Regions from separate parts of the Gossypium arboreum genome. Here region 1 is linked to region 2. Evidence: chromatin contacts called from public Hi-C data. All regions are on one chromosome and are shown on one strand. Each heading gives the region's core, a stretch centred on a gene start, on an enhancer-like site or on the middle of the called end of the contact. The rest is flanking DNA. Distances are from core to core; before and after follow the strand shown.

Region 1 (7,247 bases), core at 1,526-4,025, 670 kb before region 2:
CTCCATTTTTACACCTTTTACAATTTAGTCCTTTTTATTTAATTAACTAAGTAAACTTCAAAATTTCTTAATGAAATTTTAATAAGACCTTATTATAATTCCATAGACATTAAAATGATAATGAAATAATAATTTACTTGTCAAATTTGTGGTCCTGAAACCATTATTCTAATATCGTAGAAAATGGGTTGTTACAGATATATGACGTAAGACCATAGATGAAAGAGGCTATGACGGTGTGGTATAAGGTACGTAGTGTAAAACGATGGATGAAAGATGTCATGGCAACATGGTGCAAGGTATCAGGTATACATTGTAAGACTATAAATGAAAGATGTTATGGCAACGATGTATAATGAGTAAGACCATGGATGAAAGACTCAATGGCATCATATGATAGTATGCAAGGATGGCAGATTAGTGTAAGCCCATGGATGAAAAACTCCATGGCATCCACAGAAATAATTCATTAGGATAGTAAACACAAAAAAGAGATAGTCCGATAGGACAGTAAACACAAAACAAAGATAGTCTGCTAGGACAGTAAACACATAACATAGAGAGAGTACGCCAGGACAGTAAACACAAATAGAGTTCATCGGGACAGTAAACATAGGGTAAGTTCGCCAGAACAAGGGAAATGAGGTAAAAAAGGTATAAGACCATAGCTTGGTTACGACAACCCATAGAGTCTGCCATGAAACAAATGTGAAAAGTCTGCCGTGACTCAAATGAGGGGTATACTGTCAGTGCAACAAGTATGAAAAACCGCCAAAAATTATGAAAGTGGTAAGGATAGATGTGAAAGTCGACAAGGCATGGACGAAGACCCAACAAGAATTAGAGGAAGATAGGTCATGAGAGAGCTGGCCTAATTAAGGAAATGTGAGAGGGGAATTATCCAAGGATCGCAAGCAAGGCTCCATTATGAAGAGCCACCAGGGAAAGCTCAAAGAAGTTGTATGCGAGAGGCAAATCTCATGGGAAGGATGGAAATTTCACTCCCAAGATAAGGATTTTGTCCAAGGGATAGAATGTCTATCAAGACTATTCCTCTTTGAGGAAAGTCTAATGCGGGTACACCACAACAATGATAGCCCCGTAGGGAGGAAACGGGCAAGTGGAATCACAAGCTTGTATAGTCGCATGGACGATAACCTATTCGTTTGATTAGTCAGACTGACCTTTATTTATGGGATGGGTAAGTCCCTAAGAAAGGTCTTGGTTATGGGTGGATTACTGGTAGTAATCCTACCATTGTTATCAGTAAGATGGAATGAGAATGGGTTCACCCAAGTGGCAAGGCCTGTTGTAAGTCAGCACAATACGGAAATGCCAACGAGCCATTTAGGACTATAGTATGGAAAGAGGGAGTCCTCCAAGGATTGGTCTGACCAAGTCCACCAAGGAAGGTATGTTCTAAGAATCTTTGGACGAGAAGATGAAAAAGCTACCATAAAGGTTCAAAATAGGAAGTCGACATACAACCAATTCAGTTTAAGGCTAATGAACATCTTATGTGGTGGGGAAGTGTAAGGGAGGAAAGATGAGAAGTAAGGATAAGTTTTGCTAATATGGAAAGTATCTAGGATACAATCAAGTGGAGAGCCTGACTAGATGAAGGTCTTATAGTGAGTTGAGTAGCTTGGAGGATCAAGTGGAGTTCGCCACCTTGATAAAGAACAATCTCCTTGAGCGAGTAGGGAAGAAACTCACTAAGTTCATTTGAACTTACAGTAGTGTGGCTGATATTGGTAGGACTTGTGAGGATGATTGAGGACTTTGAGGAGAGATTAAGCTAGATAAAGTAGAGATCGATGATCGTTGTTGATTCGAGGTCATGCACATAAGAAAGGGGTACCATTGGAGGCTTCGCCTCAGGATTAGTTATGTAGTAGCCAGATAACATCTATAGTATCTGGGTAATAGGATAGTTAGCCTCTGATAAGAGTTGTAAGAGTTTCGATATAAACAAATAGTTTGGTTAGAAACAGAAATTTGAGGGACTAAACATTCAATGGCTTAAGGTCTTGTTGTAAGAATTATTATTAGTTTTATTATTAGTTTGTTTTATAGTAGTTAAGTCAACAAAAATTAAGAATAGGTGAATCCAATCCATTTGTGATGCTCCTTACCTAGACCCGGCAGACAAGTCGAGTTAGGGGTGATACAATTGTAGCTCTTGCTTGTAAGCCTGTACATTGAGTTTCTTAACTCCTTATGCTTCATGAGTTGAATAGATATGGTCAATTAGGATAAATCTCTCATTTTCCCTGATTCTAATTATGCACATGATTGTTAAGCATAAACATGCATTAAAGTAACCAATTTAAATGTGCAACAATGCATAGCATCATAACAAATTCATAATTTCATCACATCATCATTTGTTAGGCTCAAAAATACCAAAAAAGGGAATTGAGATATTAAAAACTTTAAGTGTCTTACAAATTTTTAAAATAAAGTAGAAAAGGTAAAAAAAAAATTTGTACAATCGACTTATAATAGTTCGGCCAAAAATACTTACCTCTACTCGCTTAATATACCTCAACTAAGGATTTTTCAAATCATTATAAATTGTTAATTTTAAAATTTACCAATTCGCTACTAAGATAGAATATTTTCTCTAAATTTTATGGTTTTATTCAACATCATTTAAATATTATAATATTAATAAATTTTAACTTCATATAAATATATATTTTTACTTTATAATATAATATTTAAAATGATTTTTTATTTCTCAAAATACTTTTTAATAGTAATTTGAGAAGCCCAGCCCAGGAAAGCGTCGATGTTCATTATGGTACGGCGTGATGCGGCGGCGTTTTAACAGCCTGCCTTGTTTTGCTTTGCAAGAGCAAACAGATACCAGAACCGAAGGTATTTTTTTCTACGAAAAATACCAGCATCGCTAAGCTTTCTCGTTGCTGAATCTCACCCTTTGTCACAAGTAAACCATCTCTCAGTTATATTTTTCGAGTTAAGTTACTTTCCAGAAATAAACTATTTTTTCCTCTCTCTCTCTTTTTTTTTTTATTTTTTTTAGGTTTTGGTAGATCTAATAAGATCAAGTCGATCCAAACATGTTTCTCACCAGGTACCAAATCATAGCATATTTATTACTGCTAAACTTTAATTATTTTTTTTTCCTTTTAAATGTTTGGTTGTTGGCCTTGTAGGACTGAGTATGACCGTGGAGTGAACACATTTTCTCCGGAAGGGAGATTGTTCCAGGTGGAATATGCTATTGAGGCCATCAAGGTAGAACCTTTTTCTGTTTGTTTCCTTTGAAAACCATCAAACTTAAGAGTTTTCTCTAGGAAAATATTTTTTTTCTCAGATTAGCATATTTAGTCCTTTTGGGTGTATTTCAATGTAAATGGCTTCTTTTTTTTTTTTGGGGGGGGGATTGAACTGCAGCTGGGTTCAACTGCAATTGGGTTGAAGACAAAAAAAGGTGTCGTTCTGGCTGTTGAGAAGCGTATTACTTCACCACTTTTGGTATGCACTGCACTCTTATTTCATTTAATGTTATTATAGTCACTTGTATAGTTAGATTTACTTGTTTGCAATCGAGGAAAAACTAAAAAGGCTTTCTGCTTTGCTTTAATTGTCTTGTTTGCTTAACTGTGGTATTAGAGGATTCCTTTTCTTTTCTTTTCTTTTTTTAAGATGTGAACTTCTAGGGTCTTGAGGAGTCTCTTCTAACAAATAAGTCTTCACTCTTCAGTTGCATACAAGTGAGTGTTGGTTGATTTTCATGACTCTAGAATTGAAGATCAGCGTGTGCCATCAGAGTTGTCAGTTGCTTATTCCTCCTGCATTCCCACTCTATTGTTGGCCCCCATATTGTGCTAACAGCTCCATGTGATTTAATGTCTAAGCCGTGTTCGGTATTATATTCAACTAGCTTCCGCCTCCTTTTTTTTCTCAGTATACTACCATGCCCCCTAGAGTTCCTTTTCCTGTCACTTGTTTACTTTGAATAAAAGCTTGTGCACTTGAAGCTGCACCCTTGTAAAAACCTACCACAAATCTAGCTCATGGAATGTGTCACATATATTAGATTCTACGGAATGTAGATGGTTGCCATTTCTTTCAGGCCTAATAGGTAATGGATCCTCTTTCAGGAACCTAGCAGCGTTGAGAAGATTATGGAAATTGATGAGCATATAGGATGTGCTATGAGTGGGTTGATTGCTGATGCCCGTACACTTGTTGAACATGCACGAGTTGAGACTCAGGTACAGTACTTACTAGTGCCATTACACTTTGATATGAAGTTATGTGACTTTTATGTTGATATCTGTTATATTCACACAGAACCACAGATTCTCATATGGTGAGCCAATGACAGTAGAATCCACAACACAAGCTCTTTGTGATCTGGCCCTTCGATTTGGTGAAGGAGATGAAGAATCGATGGTACACCTTAATATCTTTTCTGTCTAATTTTAGCTACTTTAATTTCTTTATTGGTGATGCTTTTTACTCATCTTGATAAGCAATAAAGGGGGTGCATACCAAGTATGATTGTGTAGTTGTGCATTAACATAGTGTTTGGTTCATCAGAATAGAATAGAGGGGGGAATGAAGTTGCTATGTTGTGGTAATAGAATAGAGTCGGAATATGTATTACTTGGTTTGGTTGATTAAATGGAATGAGGAATACTATTACTTAATTTGGTTGGACAAAATGATGTTATGGAATAAGCAAAAAATAGCTTAAAGAAAGAAGATTTTTGTCCTTAATATAAATAAGAATGTTTTATTTTAAAAAATTAAATTATTTCACTAAAATAATTTCATAAAATAATTTTTTTTATATTAAATATAAAACATGCTTTATATGTTAATATGCTTTTAGATAAAATATTGATGTATCACATTTAAAATATAAATATAGTAATTCAATATTTTATATTTAGTAATATATTAAAAATAAAATATGTTTTAAAATAAAAAAAAGTATGTTTTCTCTCCCTATAGATATTTGTTTTCTCTCCTTCCGTTTCCCTATCTGCTCTACACTCTCTCTAGTATCTCTCATTGTTTAGGAAAAGCCCAGACCCTAGCCAAAAGCCCAGTATTCGGTCAGGGTCATTGTTGCACTCTGCCGGCTGTCATTGCTCGCTATCTTCCCATTTTCTAATTATATATATTTGTAAAAATCAAATTAAAAGCATAGATATACTGAAATATTTGTTGGTTTCCTTTCAACCTTTTTCTTTGTCTGTAGCGAAAAAGAAAAATTAGGATAGGGCCCTGTGGGATACCCCCATCGGACATGAGAGTTTCCTCTCATCCAGCTCAAGTAGTTTCCTCACTTCTTGTTTTTGGTCATTTTTGTGTTGGTTTCCCTTCTAGGGATGTGTGAATGAAATTTTTGGGTTGCATTTTTCTTTTGGTTGGGGTAAAATGGGAGCAAGAAACTATTCCAAGACTTCTGGGAATAGCCATTTAAAAAGAAAAAGGGGGGGGGGGGGGGTGTGCCAAATGGCTATTCTGAGACTGGGAAATGAGGCTTGAATAAGCCATTCTGTGAACCAAATGGCTGTGTCATTGTAGTGCATCATATAGACTCGTTATGGAATGGTTATTCTGTCAAACCAAACAGGTTGTAAGTTTCTTTTGCCATTTGATATAGAATTCTATCCATGGCACTACTTTTGATATGTTTATTCTCACATATAGTCATGCTTTCCTGTGCAGTCCCGACCGTTTGGTGTATCACTTCTCATTGCTGGTCATGATGAGAACGGGCCTAGCTTGTAAGTATCAAATGATTTTTATTGCATTGGCTTTCTCTTGGAACAAAAATTCCTGTTAAACAAATGTGAAAGACTAATGAATTTGTATCACTTGCACTTTTAGGATAATATTATCTCTATTGTAGTTGGTTAATACTCTTAGACATAGAACTGCCATGAAGAATGTTATCTATTAACAATTACTGGCACTTTAATTAGAAACAGTCCTGTGGTCTGGTAAGCTGGTTTCCAAATATATTCATTTGCAACTAATATTTTATTACAGATATAAAGGTACATGCTTATTACTCCTTGTTAGTTTTTAGATTGTCAAATTTTAAGAAGTTAGAACCGTAACAACGCATCATGCACATGATATGGATTCCATGCCCCAACCAATTAATCCAAGTTTGCATTATTGCACATGAGAGACTGCATTCACTGAACTAACTTTGAATTAAGTCCATTCTCAGTTACTTCCATCTTCTCTTTTATAGATACTATACTGATCCATCTGGCACATTTTGGCAATGCAATGCAAAAGCTATAGGCTCTGGTTCTGAAGGTGCAGATAGCTCTTTGCAAGAGCAATACAACAAGGTATCTCCACTTGTGTTTCTGTGTTGTTTTTTTGTCCTTGGGAGTGTTTAACTTGTAACTTGATTGATTTAGAAGTCAACTTATTAAGTTTTATGATGTCAGCAATGTCTAAATAACTAAAATTAACATGCCATGTCACAATAATAAGTTCCATTGTTTTGACTATTTCGAATATGCATGAGTTACTTCGTGCTGATTAACATTAAAAATGGATATTTTTTCTTCCCATGTAGGACCTAACTCTTCAAGAAGCTGAAACAATTGCTCTGTCCATTTTAAAGCAAGTAATGGAAGAAAAGGTGAAGTTTTACATCAGATCTTTGAAATTTTGAGATTGAACTGAACTGTATGTATATGTTTATTTTTACTAACAAAGTCTCGGTTATGGAACAATGTAATGTTATAGGTGACTCCCAACAATGTTGATATTGCCAAAGTAGCACCGACATACCATCTGTACACCCCTTCAGAGGTGGAAGCAGTCATCAGTCGGCTATGAGAGAAATGCTTTGTTATAAACTATCATCCCATGCAGCATGAGTTAAGGGGATTCAAACTGTGAACCCTTATTTTTTGGTGTCGTGCAAAATTTCAGTACGTCTTCACTCGGATATTTTAGTTACACCTCATCAGGAAAAGGAACCTTTGATTTTGGATTTAGTTTGCATGTGGGTTGCCTCTTTTATTCCTCATTGCTCGCATTTGTGAAATAAGAATGATTAGTATAGACTAATATATTTTCTAATTATCTAAAAGTCTAGTCAAATTTAAACTAGGAACCAATATCGTGAGAATGATATGGAAACCTAAACTAGGAAACCTCAAAATCTTATCTTTGATAGTTTTGAACAAAAAAAAGAAAAATCATATCTTCTCAATGAAACCGGCTTTCAG
Region 2 (7,298 bases), core at 4,008-6,507:
CCACGATCTCTGTGGGAATACCCAACTGATACATTCGAACGGGAATATATTTCTTTAGATTCCTTTGACTGAGATGGAAATGACTCACTCATTGATCCTTTCCTTTAATCTCTAGCTTTACAATTAGCTTTCCTCTTCTCTTTATTCAACTCTTCAGCCTTACAAGCTCGCTCGACTAACACCACAAATTCTTTCAGCTCTAAGATCCTAACTAACACACGAATATCCTCATTCAATCCATCCTCAAATCTCTTGCACATGATAGCCTCGGTGGAAACACAATCTCAAGCATATTTACTAAGTCTGAAAAATTCTCGCTCATATTCGGTCACTGGCATTTTACCCTATTTCAGCTCAAGAAATTCCTTACGTTTCTAATCGATGAACCGCTAACTAATATATTTCTTTCGGAACTCCTCTTGAAAGAATTCCCATGTAACCCTCTCTCTTGGTACCATCGATACCAGTGTATTCCACCAGCGATATGCAGAATCTCTCAGAAGTGAGATGACACACTTTAAACACTCATCCGGTGTGTAAGACAACTCATCAAATACCCTGATGGAGTTTTCGAGCCAAAACTCGGCTCTCCCGGGATCATCATCCATATTACCTCTGAAATCTTCAGCCCCGTGCTTTCGGATCTTATCAACCAGGGGATTATTCATTCTTACAAATTCTATACCTTGTGGAGCTACGGGAACCAGTCGAGGAATAGGTGGGGGTGGAGGAGGTTAGGCATTCGGATTTGTTCAAAAAAATTCCATATACCACTCATTCATCATATGGAGAAAGGCTTCCCTACCCCCTTCTCCCTGACCAACCGTTGGGGGTCTACTATCAGACAGTGCTGCCCCTTGAGCAGGAGCCGAGGCATTACTTTCAACGTTATCAACCTTAGCTCGATTGGGATCCATTTACTATATTAAAACACTATTCACAATGGTCAGAAGTCATCACACTATCACAGTTCATTTATGGCATGTATAGCTAGACTCTTACACACGCTACGTTAGTCTGAGAATTGACTAAATCATAACTCTGATACCATTAAATGTAACACCCCTTACCCGTATCCGACATCGGAATATGGTACAAGGGATTATCAAACTTATACAGAAGCAATCATACAAAACCGATAAGTAAATTTCCATCTAAATTTAAAACTTTTCATATACATTCATAACATCACTAAAACGAACCTACGAGGACCAACACATCCAATGGAAGCGGTTCAGCACTAAACCGAGAACTTTGGAAAATTTCACAACACTTAACAAATTTTACATGTTTTAAGAGCCACACGCCCGTGTGGCTTGGGACACGCCCGTGTGGCTTGGGACACGCCCGTATGCTAGGCTATGTGGTTGATTTAAAAATTATGAATTTTCATAAAATAGGTGCAGACTTCACACGCCCAGGGCACACACCCATGCCTAAGGCCGTGTCACCCACACGGCTGAGACACATGCCCGTGTCTCTGCCCGTGTGCTCAGTTCTAAGCATTCTGTTTTGCAGCAATTAAGGTGCAGGGGGCACACAGCTGGAGCACACGCCCATGGGGTAAGCTGTATGTCACACATGGCCTAGACACATGCCCGTGTGTCTACCCGTGTGGACAAAAAATAAGGCTATTTACCAAGCCATTTTTTCACCCTTCTATGCACTTACCTACATAACAAAACATAACACCAATCCAAGCAATTACAACCAACCAATTCAACCAAAAAACAAGACATCCACACATCATTCACATGCTACCATTTACCACATACAAACATCACATACTTATCAACTTCAATCATGCAAACTTCCACGTCCATGAAAACCTCACTATATGCATATATACTTAAACCAATATTAGCCAATTCCATATGGCCATTTACAATGAATTATCAACCAATATAGGCCAATGTATTAAGCCAATTCAATTATGACACATAACAAAATAACCAAGTCCCTATACATGCCACAACTAAAAATGTCAAATTCATTGGTACCCAAAATAATCAGTTGATGGTGTGATGGAGCCTCCGATGATCCCTAAATCTGAGCTAGCTTGGCGACACTATAAGACAAGGGGAGTAAGCTATATAGCTTAGTAAGTTCCCATGCAAATAATAGGCATCATAAATACACATTTAACATACAATCAACATGATGATAATTGACATAAATATTACTAAGTTCTTATAATCATAACTTACTCAATCATAACCTTACCGAGGGTTCATCACATAACGAGCTCATTTTGTATGAGTTTTACATACATACCTGAGTCATCTCGAATTGGATTTACACAAAATTCATCTTTGACATACTCATTTAATTACCTGTTGAACCACTTGGAATATTAAAGGATACTCGGGAGTTCTGCACACATGGTGCCATACCAATGCCATATTCCAGATATGGTTTTACATAGAATTCGTATCGATGCCAATAGCCCAGCTATGGTCTTACATGAAGTCTCATATCAATGCCATATCCTAGATATGGTCTTACACGAAGTCTCATACTGATGCCATATCCCAAATATGGTCTTACACGTAGCCTTAGTTACCCTAATGTCATGACATTTGTATCCTATCTATTCCTAAAGTTCAATAGAGATTTCACTCTTGTCTAAAATTTTTCGAACACGTTCAATGGTTAATCATAATTCATAAAATAATAAAGCATTTAAAACATAATTAAAGCAATGCATTATTTACATAAGAACTTACCTCGGTACAAAATAGTAGAAATAGGACCTACTCGTCAAACACTTTGTTTTTCCCCCGATTTAGGTCCGAACCTCGTTTCTCTTGATTTATAATAGCAAATTTAACTCATTTATTATTCACATTATTTAATTCAGCCCAAAAATTACGTTATGGCAAAATTACATTTTGCCTCTAAACTTTGACATTTTTATACTTTGGTCCCTAGGCTCGTAAAATGAAATAAATTCAATTTCTTAGATTCTCAAGCCTAGTCAAACCTCTTTCATGCTTATAAAAGCTCACAATTTTCATTTAATCGCACTTTTACACACATTTTATAACCTTTTTACAAATTGGTCCTTTTGACATTTTCATCAAAAATCACCTAGCAAAAGTTGTTTATGACACACCAAACACACATTTTCTACCATTAGGCATCAAAATACACACATATCTAACATGGTTCAAACCCTAGACCTTAATCATTTCTCAAATTAATGGTAGAAATAGATAGATCGAGTGATAATGACTTCAAAAATGTAAAGAACATTAAAAACGGGGCAAGAACGGACTTACAATCGAGCTTGAAAGTGGCCAAACCCTAGCTATAGCTTCCCTTCTAAATTTTGACACAAGCATGAAGAAGATGGACTATATTTTGGCTTGATTTTTTCTTTTTAATTCATTTAGTTACTAAATGACCACAATGCCCTTTTCTTAAAACACTAAAATTCTCTTACCTCATGTTTATTTTTGTCCAACTTAAAGTAAAATGGTCTAATTACAATCTAAGGACCTTCCATGTAAAATTTCAAAGAAATTTGACACCTCTAGTACGTAGAACTCAACTTTTTCATTTTTTACAATTTAGTCCTTTTTTGCTAAATTGAATGCTCAAACGTCAAAATTTTTGAACGAAATTTTCATGAAATCATTCCAGAAAATTTTAAACCATAAAAATGTGATAAAAAAAGTTTTACTACGTCAGATTTGTGGTCTTGAAACCACTGTTCCGACTAGGCCCAAAATCGGGCTGTTACACTAGAAGTCTTCTAACTTCTAAGCATAGATTCGACTTAGTTAATTCCCTGCATAGTTCAAGATAGGCCCGTGGCAGGCTTTGGCAAAGATGGCATTGTGGAAATACGAGTTAAGCTGGAGATTTGTTGAGTATGCCTCATATTTCAATCAAATTTGAGAGATAATCTTCCAATTAAACTTTGTTTTTTTGTTTCAGTTAAATTCTGATTAGTCTAGATTATTTTATTAGTATTTGACCTACGAATTTAGCCTATAAATAGGCTCTTTTACAACTTTAGAAAATACACCTATTAAATATTGAACTCATAACACTTTTGGAGAATTTTGTGTTTAGGTTCTGAAGGTTCTTTGTTTTCAGGTTTTGAGGTTTAGTTTTTATTTTCATCTTTTATACTCTTCGTTCTTTTTCCATTACAGTAAAAATATCTTTGCCCGTGGTTTTTTTATCCTCTTTGGGGGGGTTTTTTCACGTTAAATTTTTGTATTCAATTTCTCAAATTTTTCCGCTATTTTTACTTGTTCGTTGCTTAATTGGGTTGATCCCCAACACTAGTGTGGCCAATTGATTTCCAAAACAATCTATCCATCCGGATTAAAGAAAATAAATTACTAAAAATAAAAAAATTAAAGAAATTATAAAATTAATTCAATCGCCAGTTCAACTGGTTTTTTTAGCTCGATTCAAGTAGTCCGTACCGATTCTAGGTTAACTAGATTTTTATCTCTCATCAGACCAATACCCAACTAGTTCTTGATCCAATCAATCCGATTCGATTTAGATAACATTGAATTTTGAAAGTTTTATATTTAAAAATATTTTTAAAAATATCTTTTTATTTTTTATTTTTATTTTAAAGAGTTTTATTTTTACTAAAATTATATTTTTTAAATATTTATTTTTTAAATAAGAAAAATATATTTTTAAAATTTTATAAAAAAATAATGTACTTTTGAAGCGTATGGACCAAATTGATAAAAACTATAAATATTGAGGGCTAAAAAAGTTTAAAATTTTAAAAATTTGTAGACCTGTGAATTAGAAGAGACTGGTTGAACTAAATTAAAAATCAGTTGAACTAGCAATTAAACCAATTTTATAATTTTTATTATAAGTTTTAATAATTTATTTGCTTTGAACCAGCTTATATTGGTTATTCTAGGAACCAATTGGTTAGGCCAATTCAAAATCGATTCAACTATCGATTCAACCAATTTTAAGCTTATTTCAATTAGTTTGTACCAGTTCGTTAGTCAACTAATTTTTACGTCTCGCCGAATTGATACCCTAATCGATTCCCTATCCGGTCCGATTTATATAACATTGAATTTTATAATTTTTTATAATTTTTTATAATTTTAATGAGTTTTATCTTTTTTAATAATTTTTTATTTTTAAGAATTATTTTATTTTTGACATTGTTAACTTTAATAGTAAAATTAAATGGAGGACTAAGATTTTTAAATAAAAAATAATTTGGGATATTTAAACCAAAAATATAATTCAAACCACAATAGAGACGGGTTACACTTGAATAAATTCTGCATCCGGACTTGTACTTTGAAGCCACCCCTCCCATCCTTACAGTAGAAGACACCAAGACCGGAAAAGTACAATCCTAATAGCTAAGCTAAGGTCGGTTTAAATTCTTAAAACACCTATTTCCTAGCTTCCCTGCAATTAGATTCGGACACGTGTACTACAAACCGGCATTACAAAAATTTTCCACTAATTAACCCATGCCTCCCCCACTCACTCCCTCTCTAATAATAATAAACATAAAATAAAAGAATATGCGTTGAGTAATCAATCGGTTTCTTTACACACGAAGGTAGTTTTCGTAATTAATCGGAGAATTTCAGTGAATATCGAGCTCCTCAGGTTCGTTAATTTTAAATATTCCGATTTGCCGTGTTATTAGGGTTTTTTCCCCCCAGATTTTCCTCATGTTTAGGTTGTCATGTTTTATTCTTTTTTCACATTCCGTGTGTTTGTGTGTGTATGGGTTTTTTTTTTTTTTCGTTTAATCCGTAGATGATATATCTCAAAGTTTATAGCTCTGTATTGCGATGAAGCATGTTAGCTATTAGAAATAGGATCTGAATTTCGATTTCTTTCTTTCTCTTTAGTTTTCCCAGCAGCCAAATACAAGGTTACAATGCTCTCTCCTTTCTCCAATATTGTTTTTAGAAAGCATTGACTATATTTCTCGTCTATGTTTGAATGTGATATTACAAGCTTTCTGAGGTAATTATAATTGTGCTTTTATTTAATATTTTAGGGATAAACTCATGGCAACTGCAACTATGGCTACCGCAGCTGGTGCAGCTGCTCTTCTGTACTATACATTGAATCGTAAATTGCAGACAGATAGGTCTGGTAACGATGACAATGAAAATGGAAGTGATTTGTCCAATAATCCTTCTTCAGGGCTTGATCGCGTTTCGCATAGGTTAATTCAAGCTCCTGCAACGTGGGTAGAGACGATTTCTACTTTGTCTGAAACTCTTAGGTTTACATACTCTGAGACTCTAGGGAAGTGGCCCATTGGAGATTTGGCATTTGGGATCAACTTCTTATTGAAGAGGCAGGTACCGTATGCATCCTTTGATTTTTATTGCTGCTGTAATGTTTGATGCCATGATTATTTTATTGGTTTCATTTACTCTGTTTTGAGGACTGTAAAACAGATTGGCTAGTAACTAGAATACGAGTGTTTGGGAGGGGTGGGGGAAGTTGTTTTTAAAGAAGTTGGCAGTTTCATTTACATACGAGAGATGATGGGTGTTGGACTAATGCTAGTTTTTCTGCCAAATTTCATGATTCTGCTCCAGTTAGTTTAAATCTACTATCATTCGACTTTCTTGTTAATTACAGTGTTCATATCAGAATCATGAGTTCAGAATTCTGAATCCTTTTGTTATGCCACTACCATCATGAACCTAACTTACATTTCGAATTTTGTGTTGAGATTTATAAGTAAGGTTTTTAATCTAAAGGATGAATCCAGTGCAATGGATTTTGGTTTGTTTTTATGTCATTATCTGTTTTGTACTTAATCCATGCATGGTTCTCACAGTTAGGAGTCAAGACCTATCATGCCTCTGTGCAACAGGTATAGTTGTATGATGTCTTAACACTGCATTTCATTGTAAACCTAATGCATCTCAGTATGAGCATCAAAGACAAATTCATTTGATGTTTTTAAAGCCATTTTACAGTACATGTATTTGTTTGTTCTTGGGCAGAAACATATTTTCTCCATACGATGCTCTAGTTTTATTGTACTGAGATAATTATAGAACTTGATATGATATCCTATATCCTCCTGGAATTTCTTGTATTCTGTAAACAAATCACCAGATCAGGCTTTCGTGTTTTTATGAAGTAGTGTTTATAGAAACTCTTAATAGTTCGTTGTCAATTTGATGTATCTATTATTGGCACTACAAACAATATGGTTATTTTTTTTTTCAGGGACATTTACATGTTGCAAGTGTATTTGGTGGTAAAGATAGCATTGAGCTCAAAGGACCAGATATAAATGCTGAACT

The links. Hi-C and Micro-C count contacts between places; a contact is called where the count stands out from the background.
Region 1: a Hi-C map of leaf shows a contact between it and region 2, with 5 times the contacts expected there. The contact joins the promoter of LOC108470833 here to the promoter of LOC108470556 in region 2. A contact is called at or near these places in 2 of 5 Hi-C or Micro-C datasets (both in leaf).

The regions. Positions count from the first base shown.
Region 1 is chr6:17,206,385-17,213,631 of ASM2569848v2, reverse strand. It overlaps LOC108470833 (proteasome subunit alpha type-5), which reads left to right and starts at 2,775. Exons shown (of 10, transcript XM_017772321.2): 1 at 2,775-2,953; 2 at 3,050-3,100; 3 at 3,183-3,264; 4 at 3,424-3,504; 5 at 4,134-4,247; 6 at 4,327-4,428; 7 at 5,716-5,774; 8 at 6,251-6,353; 9 at 6,587-6,652; 10 at 6,760-7,108. The coding sequence starts at 3,087. The coding sequence ends at 6,852.
Region 2 is chr6:16,539,289-16,546,586 of ASM2569848v2, reverse strand. LOC108470556 reads left to right here and starts at 5,257. Exons shown (of 8, transcript XM_053030190.1): 1 at 5,257-5,379; 2 at 6,026-6,335; 3 at 7,222-7,298. The coding sequence starts at 6,036.